Linked DNA regions of Bos taurus: region 1 is linked to region 2. Evidence: chromatin contacts called from public Hi-C data. All regions are on one chromosome and are shown on one strand. The core of a region is the stretch at or near the end of the contact, and the rest is flanking DNA. Distances in the headings are between cores, read along the strand shown. Region 1 has its middle 49 kb from the start of NFKB1. Region 2 overlaps LOC100335751 (a long non-coding RNA gene).

Evidence for each region. A called contact is a pair of places that touch in the nucleus more often than the background predicts.
Region 1: a Hi-C map of liver shows a contact between it and region 2, with 2.8 times the contacts expected there. The contact joins two enhancer-like sites. A contact is called at or near these places in 2 of 11 Hi-C or Micro-C datasets (liver and skin fibroblasts).

What each region holds. Positions count from the first base shown.
Region 1 is chr6:22,366,075-22,370,750 of ARS-UCD2.0, forward strand. No RefSeq gene overlaps it. Among named protein-coding and RNA genes, the nearest start is that of NFKB1, 49 kb to the left of the region's middle. Within about 2 kb of position 3,042, at least 11 of the 102 cell types and tissues checked have an H3K27ac peak or open chromatin away from gene starts, as enhancers often do. A contact at or near this core is called in liver, where this site is marked.
Region 2 is chr6:22,199,600-22,204,661 of ARS-UCD2.0, forward strand. LOC100335751 (a long non-coding RNA gene) reads left to right here. Exons shown (of 6, transcript XR_009494832.1): 1 at 1-3,189. Among named protein-coding and RNA genes, the nearest start is that of MIR2285BQ, 11 kb to the left of the region's middle. Within about 2 kb of position 1,417, at least 41 of the 102 cell types and tissues checked have an H3K27ac peak or open chromatin away from gene starts, as enhancers often do. A contact at or near this core is called in liver, where this site is marked.

The DNA of each region.
Region 1 (4,676 bases), core at 1,792-4,291, 170 kb after region 2:
GCAAGAACACTGGAGTGGGTTGCCATTTCCTTCTCCAATGCATGAAAGTGAAAAGTGAAAGGGAAGTCGCGCAGTCGTGTCCGACTCCTAGCGTACCATGGACTGCAGCCTACCAGGCTCCTCCATCCATGGGATTTTCCAGGCAAGAGTACTGGAGTGGGGGGCCATTGCCTTCTCCGAATTACACTTCTACAAATGATCAAAGCAGGAAGTTGGACGTGAGCTGCCTACCTAGAGGCTAGAGTTCTTTCTGCTATACCACAATTCTACGTTTCATTATGACCTTGGAGACAGGGATTTCCAAGAAGAGCTAAAATGCATCCCCATTGCCAAGAAGGTCAAGAAGATTCATCATCAGAGACACAGAAAAAAACAAAATAAAGCTCTCCTTCATTTTAACAAATCCCTTTAAGGTATAAATCTATAATACTTTTTGTGGCTCTAGTAAATGCATCTTAAGAAAAATATATAAAGATATTGGGGAACGCCCAAGAATTACATGAAAAAGGAAGGGCAGAGCTGCTATGTTAGGGCATCATAGCAAATGAGAGTGCTTCAATCTAGGAACAACTGACTGGATTTTCCTGACATGTAGGAATTACAAAATGCATGGCTGAATTTGAAAACAAATCCTAAGATACCTTTGAAGCTTAAAGAATTAAAGCGTTTAGAGTTTCTCAAATAAAAAATTTTAGACATTGGATTCTAAACTAGTGGAAGTACCTTAACCAATTGGGATGAATACATGAATTTGTTTTTAAAGGTCTAAATAAAGTCAATGGACATATATATTAGTATCACTGAGGAAAATTTGGACTTGTTTATCTGTTGAGTTGGACATCCAAGAGCTTGATGTCTGGAATCAGGCCTGGCTTGAATCTCAATTTTGCCTCTGGTTATGTGACTGTGAGCAATATTTTGAATCTCTTGGCTCCTCAGTTTCCATAATTATACAGTGGGATACTAATGACCCTCACTTCATAGGTTTAGAGGTCATTAACTGATTTAATTTTGAACTGAAGTCATTGAATTTAAGCACATGAAAAGGACTTAAAACAGAGAACAGTATATTGACAGAGTTCAATAAATGTTACCTACTGTCATTAGCTTTTTCGATGAGTCACCTGTCCTTTGTCCCAGTCAGTAGTTCTCAGTTGTGAGGAGATAATGCAGCCATATTTCAGTAAAAGAACAGGGTAGTAGTAAAAGAACAGGTGTTCTTCCATCCTGCAGAACTTCACAGTGGAACCCTCTAATGGTATGCTGGTTTTGTCTGTCTAGGTAGAGTGCATGGTCATTATTGCGCCCAACTGTTTGTATTTTCTAACAGAGAAGATTCAAAGACATTATATCCCATAAAGATACTAAGAACTCTTATTAAACCTGCATCCTCTATGCTGCTTCAAGGTGATTTACATGTAAGGCATATGGGAAGAGAGCTCAATGAAGAAAATGACTGGGTAAATACTTAATGAATGGTTCAATTAGTGGGCAGAAAACCCCCATGAACAATGGACTGTGGCTGAAAAGTTACCTTGTTCATGATTGACTCAGAGAGAAAAAAGTCATGCAAATATTGATACTAATAGGCTAATTCTTTGTGCGTAGAAGCGATCTAGGTTTTAATGGATTAAGTGGTTGGAAAGTAGAAATCATCTCATCTGAAATAAATTCCAGTGTGTACTTCAGAAAACAAGAAAGCATGATTGCTGTCGTAGAGATGCCAGCCACAATTCCAAAAGGCAGGTTTAACATGGAAAAACATCAAATTTTAGTAATAAAATACAAAATGAGATGATTGTCTATAGATTTTTTTTTCAGGATGATTGAAGAATTTTAGATATTTGCATATATTAAGAATTGATCAAAAGAAAATGCTGTTAAAAATTTTGAGAAACAAGCAGGTAGTTGTAAGTGTAATTCTTTCAAAGAGCCATTGATAATGTGTAACAAGAATCATAAAAGTTCATGTATTTTGACTGAAGTCCATTATTGGGAATTTGTTTTAATAAAAAAATTCTCTCTACCCTGTCTCCTAAATTATCTCTTTTTTGATCAAACTTCAGTCAGGTTCCCCTGAACCCTGTTCTCAACCAGGCTTTGACCTTGGCCTTCCATGGCCAAGGACATGGAAGGTCAACTTCCTGTCCAGCCTTGTTTGGCAAGAATTGCCTCACCCTTGGTATCTAATCATCTGTGATATCTGATCAGATTCTGCACCCCCTAACTTTGATGTATAAGTCCTTGACCTGCCTTTAGGGAAAAATCTGTGAGATGAGTTTAACAAGAATGCCCCTACCCTTGAAGTCTCCTCTTAGTAATTTTTCCATCCATCAACACCTCACCCTGCTTCTCGGCCATAAATCCCCACTTGTCCTTACTGTATTCAGAATCGAGCACAAGGTCTTCCCTATTGCAAGTGTCTTGATAATTTTTATTGATAATAAAAGTTCTTGATAATAAAAACTGCTCTAACAAGAGTCAGATAATTTTTCTTTAATTCTGTCTATCCATATTTGCTAGAGTGGAGAGCTGAAAAGAGCCTAAATATTTATTAGTGGGAGGTGACTAAATAAATTTTAAAACATAACCTTTGAAGCAGCAGGCTGGCATTAATATGTAAGTAGTGGCCAACATTAACAAGATATTGTTATCTGTGTCACACTAGGAGGTTTATCTGCCAGATCTCCCAAAGGAACTGAGTCAGCAAGAGCCTAAAGTTTCAGTGTTCTCCATCCTAGGCTCCATCTTCTTGTCAGCAGTGGCTTCCTCTGTCCCTCAGACCTCACCACAGAAACCACGGCTGCTCACCTTCTTATTGTGGAACAGACCCCTCTCTCCTTTCCTCTTCAGAAGGGAGCAATACTGGAGGAAACAGTTTTATCCTTTGTTTTATTCCTGTGGCATGTTCCTCCTTACAGGAGGAAGACTGGTTTATCTTACTGGCAACATCGACCAATGACACATACACACTGAGCTTTGTTAACCAGTGCTGAGGTCACAGCTTCAGAATGTGGGCGGCATCGTCGCCTGTCTCTCTTGTTGCTTGTTAATTTGTGGACCTGTGTCGCCACCTGCCCTGTGTCTCCTGGTAATAACCGGGCCAGGCCAAGGGTTGTCTCTGTAGGCCAGTTTAGTTCTAAGCCTGCTAATGGGTGAGAATATCAAGTGGAGCTGCTCTGTGGGACCAGGGGTCTTCATTTTAGGAGAGTACTCAGCTGAAAATTGTGTTTCCCAACACAAGTTACCAATATTCTTTTTTTGGGGATTACTTGCTTTTGCCTGACCTCTGATGCTTGGTCTGTATTTCTTTGCCTCTAACTGGATCCTTATGAATATTTCTCAGATATTAGGAAACATAAGGAAGGAAGCAGTAGTGTGCTGGTAAACTGGCTCTGTGGGAGAATAAAGGCCAGATTATAAAACTGCTGACTTTTATAATGAAATGCGCTCACCATGGCATATTTCCAGGCCTCAACAGGCTGCTGGGCAAAATTAACTATCAGCTCTTGCAAGTGTGCTCCAGCACACCACAGGAAGGAAGAAAACCACCAAGCTTCATTAGGTACAATTTGCCACATCGAGGGAACAACTTTCTCTCAATCCATTTTCAAACTCCTGGGGAAAATTCTTAGTGGCCCAACCTGGCTGTTAGGCTTTTGTCCTTAGGTTTATCTGTAACCAAGGGACAATGACTATGAAGTAGAAGGAATCATAGTCGTTGGAAGTCTACTGTAAAGGGTCAGAGGCAGTTAGGGTCAATGTGTGCTGGGCTAATAGCCTGAGTCTCTTCAAACCAGAGCCTAAGATGAAGGCTTATGTACATGAAGTTTACTCAGAAATATGACCCCAGGAAGCAGGAGTACAGGACCAATAGGGAAGGAGAGAAAGACAAAATACAGATACATTATTAAATTCACAAATCTTACTCTTTCATTAATACTGGGTAATAAAAAGCCAATTTACCTAAAGACTTCATAGTAAAACATGAACTGGGAATTACCAGGAGCCATCACTAGAGCTTGAGAACAAATGCAGGGTGGAAAAATGCAGGGTGGAAGAGCATTAAGTGGAGAAGGCCTGACCTTTGATGCTTGGTCTGTATTTCTTTGCCTCTAATTGGATCCTTATGAATATTTCTCAGATATTAGAAAACATAAGGAAGGAAGCAGTAGTGTGCTGGTATTGTGCTGGTATTAAGGATTTAATAATTGACAGTATTAAATAATATTAAGGAGAAAAAATATAAAATGGTGTTTTTAAAACAAAGCAATAGACTGTAATGGCAGAATGCTTATATGCACATTAGTAGCACACAGTGGGGTGTCAATGGCACCCCACTCCAGTACTTTTGCCTGGAAAATCCCATGGATGGAGGAGCCTGGTAGGCTGCAGTCCATGGGGTCGCGAAAAGTTGAACACGACTGAGAAACTTCACTTTCACTTTTCACTTTCATATATTGGAGAAGGAAATGGCAACCCACTCCAGTGTTCTTGCCTGGAGAATCCCAGGGATGGCACAGCCTGGTGGGCTGCTACCTATGGGGTCGCACAGAGTCAGACACGACTGAAGTGACTTAGCAGCAGCAGCAGCAGAGGGTTAAGAGAGGAGCACATGCCAGTCCTGGTGACGTCACTTCACCTTTAATTGGAATGTGCTACGTGTCAGCTCTATG
Region 2 (5,062 bases), core at 167-2,666:
GACTGGTTCCAAATAGGAAAAGGAGTACGTCAAGGCTGTATATTGTCACCCTGCTTATTTAACTTATATGCAGAGGACATCACGAGAAACGCTGGACTGGAAGAAACACAAGCAATCAAGATTGCCGGGAGAAATATCAATCACCTCAGATATGCAGATGACACCACCCTTATGGCAGAAAGTGAAGACGAACTAAAAAGCCTCTTGATGAAAGTGAAAGTGGAGAGTGAAAAAGTTGGCTTAAAGCTCAACATTCAGAAAACGAAGATCATGGCATCCGGTCTCATCACTTAATGGGAAATAGATGGGGAAACAGTGGAAACAGTGTCAGACTTTATTTTTTTGGGCTCCAAAATCACTGCAGATGGTGACTGCAACCATGAAATTAAAAGACGCTTACTCCTTGGAAGGAAAGTTATGACCAACCTAGATAGCATATTCAAAAGCAGAGACACTACTTTGCCAACAAAGGTCCGTCTAGTTAAGGCTATGGTTTTTCCTGTGGTCATGTATGGATGTGAGAGTTGGACTGTGAAGAAGACTGAGTGCCGAAGAATTGAGGCTTTTGAACTGTGGTGTTGGAGAAGACTCTTGAGAGTCCCTTGGACTGCAAGGAGATCCAACCAGTCCATTCTGAAGGAGATCAGCCCTGGGATTTCTTTGGAAGGAATGATGCTCAAGCTGAAAGTCCAGTACTTTGGCCACCTCATGAGAAGAGTTGACTCATTGGAAAAGACTGATGCTGGGAGGGATTGGGGGCAGAAGGAGAAGGGGACGACAGAGGATGAGATGGCTGGATGGCATCACCGACTTAATGGACGTGAGTCTGAGTGAACTCCAGGAGTTGGTGATGGACAGGGAGGCCTGGCGTGCTGCGATTCATGGGGTCGCAAAGAGTCGGACACGACTGAGTGACTGAACTGAACTGAACTGAACTGATGGGAGTTTGGCTCTAATGTGTACTGAACTTGGACAGACCACTTAACTTCTAAACCTCGGTTTCCTTACCTTTAAGACGAGGTTAGCAGTAATTACTGTTTTATAGAGTTGTGATGATTACAAAAAATAAAGCATGTACAATGCCTAGGATGGGTAAGTGACTCATAAATGCTGGCTTAAAACAGTTATTCCTCAAAGAACAGGGTTGGCTGTGGCTGGAATGATCAGGCCTAGGGGACGAAAGAAAAAGAACAGCTTAAGTCTTTTCTACCAAGGGAAAGTAATCATCAGACTTCTGTTTCCCGAGCTGGAGGAGAAATACTCAGGCAGTAAGCTGAAGAAGTTTCTAAATTTCCTTCTTTTGGTAAGCCTTTTTCCAGTTTTATTGACGCAAAAAAAGTTGAGCAGCAGGAGGCGTACCAGCTGTTGGGTGATCATGCAAAGTTCTTTTTCTTCCAGCAGAGGCCTCTTGTGCACAGGAAATGAGGCTGGTGGCGGCTGGAGGGGGACCATGGGTCAGGACGCTGGTTTCCTGGAGGCTTCCCCAGAGGAAGGCAGGGAGGGGAGACTAAGGAAGGGCTTGCGGCCCTCTGCCCTCACCCCGACCCCTGTCCAGCCTTCACAGAACTGGCTACCAGTGCCCTGGAGTGCTGGAGGCTTTGCTGAGAGAGAGAGGAGGGAGGGAGAGAGACGGAAAGAAGAATGGAGAGAGAAAGCAGGGAGGAAGGGGGCGGGGGTGTTGTGGAAGAAAGAACAGAGCAGCTTTGTTGAAGCTCCTCTGGCTCCAGGGCTCAGAGGTAGGGGGTCCAAGAGGCTGATCTCCAGGGTCAGACCTGCAGGGTGACCCTTTCTGCTGTTTTTCAATCCATTTCATTTCCCTTCATTGTTGCTACCTTGGCAAACGGGTGGCATCTCAATGATTTTTCATCGTAATTGAATTGCTATGGATCTATGGAAACTTGGCACAAAGCCGCCAGAGTAGCTGATTGCCGGGGGCGAAGTCAGACAAGCTCTTAAACGGCACAGTAGCAGAGTCATGCGGACCGAAACTGTACGTCACAGCATGACTTGAAGAAAGGGGCAACCTTCTGGTGGTGGAGGCAGCAAGGGCGGGTCTTCCCTGGTGCAGCACAGCTGCTTCTGTTGAAGGGGGGTGGACGTGTGGGTGCGTGCGACTTACTGCCCACGCTTCCTTTCTTTGTTAATTTTTATTGGAGTATAGTTGATTTACAGTGTTGTTGTATTAGTTTCAGATGTACCACGCATTCTTCCTTGAAAGTTTAAACCTGGAGTCTCTTGCCTTTCATAACCACAGTGGCCGCCAGCGCATTTGCTGTGTGCCTGTGTGGATCATCATTCAAGATGTGCTTTTGGCAAGGCAGGAAAGCAGTCAGGGCCAAGTGGTGGCTCTGACCTTCCCAGAGCAAAACTGGGAAGGAGAAGACAGCCAAGGGCCGCGCTGGCATTGTGCTGACTTGCCCAGTGGTCCGTAAGCATATGAGTGTGTACATCCCCGCCAGTGGGAATGGTAACCTGCCCGCTGGTGCTAGGGCCCAGGTGGTGATGGGGGGGATGCAGGGGCTGGGGCTTAGGAAGCAGATGGGGATGTTTCTTTTGGGTTAAGGTGAGCCCTTCCTCAGTACCTCCCCCAACCCCTGTGCTAACGGGTGAACCTAGAAAACCAATGATAGGGAACGTGTAGCCTTGGGAATTGGTGTTGGAATACGGCAGCAGCCATATTGAGGATTATAGGAAGGAGGTGCTATCACATCGTAGGGATTTTAAAAAGATGGCAATTTGGATAATTTACTTAGGTGATCTTCAAGATATTGTCTAGCCTTGAGAAAATGAAAGAATTTTAATTACATCTTCTTTTGACTCCATGCCTCCCTAAATCCATTACCTGGGGAAGCACAGTTTAGAAAGAAAGTTCCCCAAAAACTCACAAAATGAGGGGAAAGATATGCAACCCAGGGACCTCCCATCAATGAATAATTCATATTTAAGCAGTTTAGTCTATTATTATGGGGAGAATCAAATCATGTGAACTTTTAATCAACATCTCTTTTTAGGGGTACTCTGGGTTCATTTTGCATGTTGGCTTGGGTATGACATGATTCCATTGTTTTTATACATATTTGTAAGTATTTTTTCCTTTCTTTTTTAAATATAGAACTTCAAAGGACTTCGGACTCAGACATGGCTAAAGAATAACCTGTGGAATCAGATATACCTGGATTTGAATTTGGGGTGAGTAGTTACTATTCAGATTATCTGTTTCTTCATTGTAAAATTGGGGTTAAATATGAACCCATAGGGATGTCTTGAGAATTATGACTAGAATTCATTACAGCAAAGGGGTTGACGCGTCACAGATGCTCAAATCTGCCTGTCTCCTTTGCCTCTTTATTCCGGCTAAGATGCAGAGGGTGGGTTTGTGGGGGCTGTGCTCCATGGTGGTGCCAAGAATAGCTTCACCACATCCAACTACCACAGGGGACTCTGGCGGGTGAACGGGCAGCAGCCTGGCTTCCTGCTGCCAAAAGACAAAGACTGCAGATCCTGAAAAAATCTGGGTTGTACTTGCAGAGTGCAGAAGGCTGAGAAGATGACGAAGCCTCTAAGGAAGCTATTTTTGAATGGCTTCCTGCTGAGAGACGGGCTTTGGGAAGCTTTATTTCAGGCCCATTGTAGTCCCCACCTGTCTGCTGCATTCCTTCTGCTGTCTCCCCCCATCTGCTGGGCCAGAATGGAAGACGCTCCTTCCTCAGAGGCACAGGCGGCACTGGCAGCCTTTTGTCCGAGCACGCACACTCAGGATACCACTGTGATTTGGGAGGAGAGAAGGGAACCGAAGAGAAATAGGGCTTCTTGTTAAAGAAGGGAAGTGCTGTTTTCACTTCCAGCGTGTGTTTCTTCGTGGTTCCTCCTGGAGTCAGCTTCTCTTTAACGTGACCTCCTGGTATGGGAATTGTTGGGACAGTAACGAGCACCTCACACCTAAGGCTTGAAACATCAGCTTGTTGCTTCATTTACTCATAAATCTGCCACTGAGGCTGGACTCTTCCGGGGCAGCATCGCCTGAGGCAGTGTGAAGGCTCCATAGGTGTGACTCTGGCTGCTGCTGCTCAGTCCTTGAGTCAACAAAGTTTGACTCTTTGTGACCCCATGGACTACAGCACGCCAGGCCTCCCTGTCCATCACCAACTCTCGGAGTTTACCCAAACTCATGTCCATTGAGTCGGTGATGCCATCCAACCGTCTCATCCTCTGTCACCCTCTTCTCCTCCTGCCCTCAATCTTTCCCAGCGTCAGGGTCTTTTCCAATGAGTTGTCAGCTCTTCGCATTAGGTGGCCCAAGTATTGGAACTTCAGCTTCAGCATCAGTCCTTCCAGTGAATATTCAGGGTTGATTGATGGCTGGGATGCTCTCAAAGCTTCACTCCTCCACGTCTGCCCTTTCTGTTGGCGGTTCCTCCGCATGGCCACTTGGCTCCCTCAGAGCATGTATGCTAACTGGCTTCCAACAGGACAAGACCAGACCCGAGGGACTGGGCAGAAGTTGTATTGCATTTTCTCACCTAATCTCAGGAGTCACTTACCATCACTTCTGCTCTTGTCACAGGCCTGGCTAGACATGCAGGGAAACAACGTTGGGCTCAGAACATAGGCCTCGCCTCTCAGGAGTGTCAGCATGATACGGCAAAACTTGTGATCTTGTCATGGCCACCTGGAAAAGAACTATTTGTCACAGGGGCATGGAACTGGGGGAGGAATGGAGGCATATGCTTGGTGTTGGAGAGTTAAGGAGACTCAGAGCTATTTTTATTTTAGAAAAATAACTTTCAAAAAGTGGGATATAGGCATACCTCATTTGATTATACTTTTCTTTATTGTGCTTTGCTTACATTGCATTTCTTTTCTATTTTTACAAACTGAAGGTTTGTGGCAGCCCTGTGTTGAGCAAGTCTATCAAGAGCCATTTTTACAACAGTATTTGTTCACTTCATGTCTCTGTCACAATTTGGTAATTCTTGAAATATTGTGAACTTTTCCATTATTATAATATTTGGTATGGTAATCAGTGATCTTTGATGTTACTATTGTAATTGTCTTGAAGTGT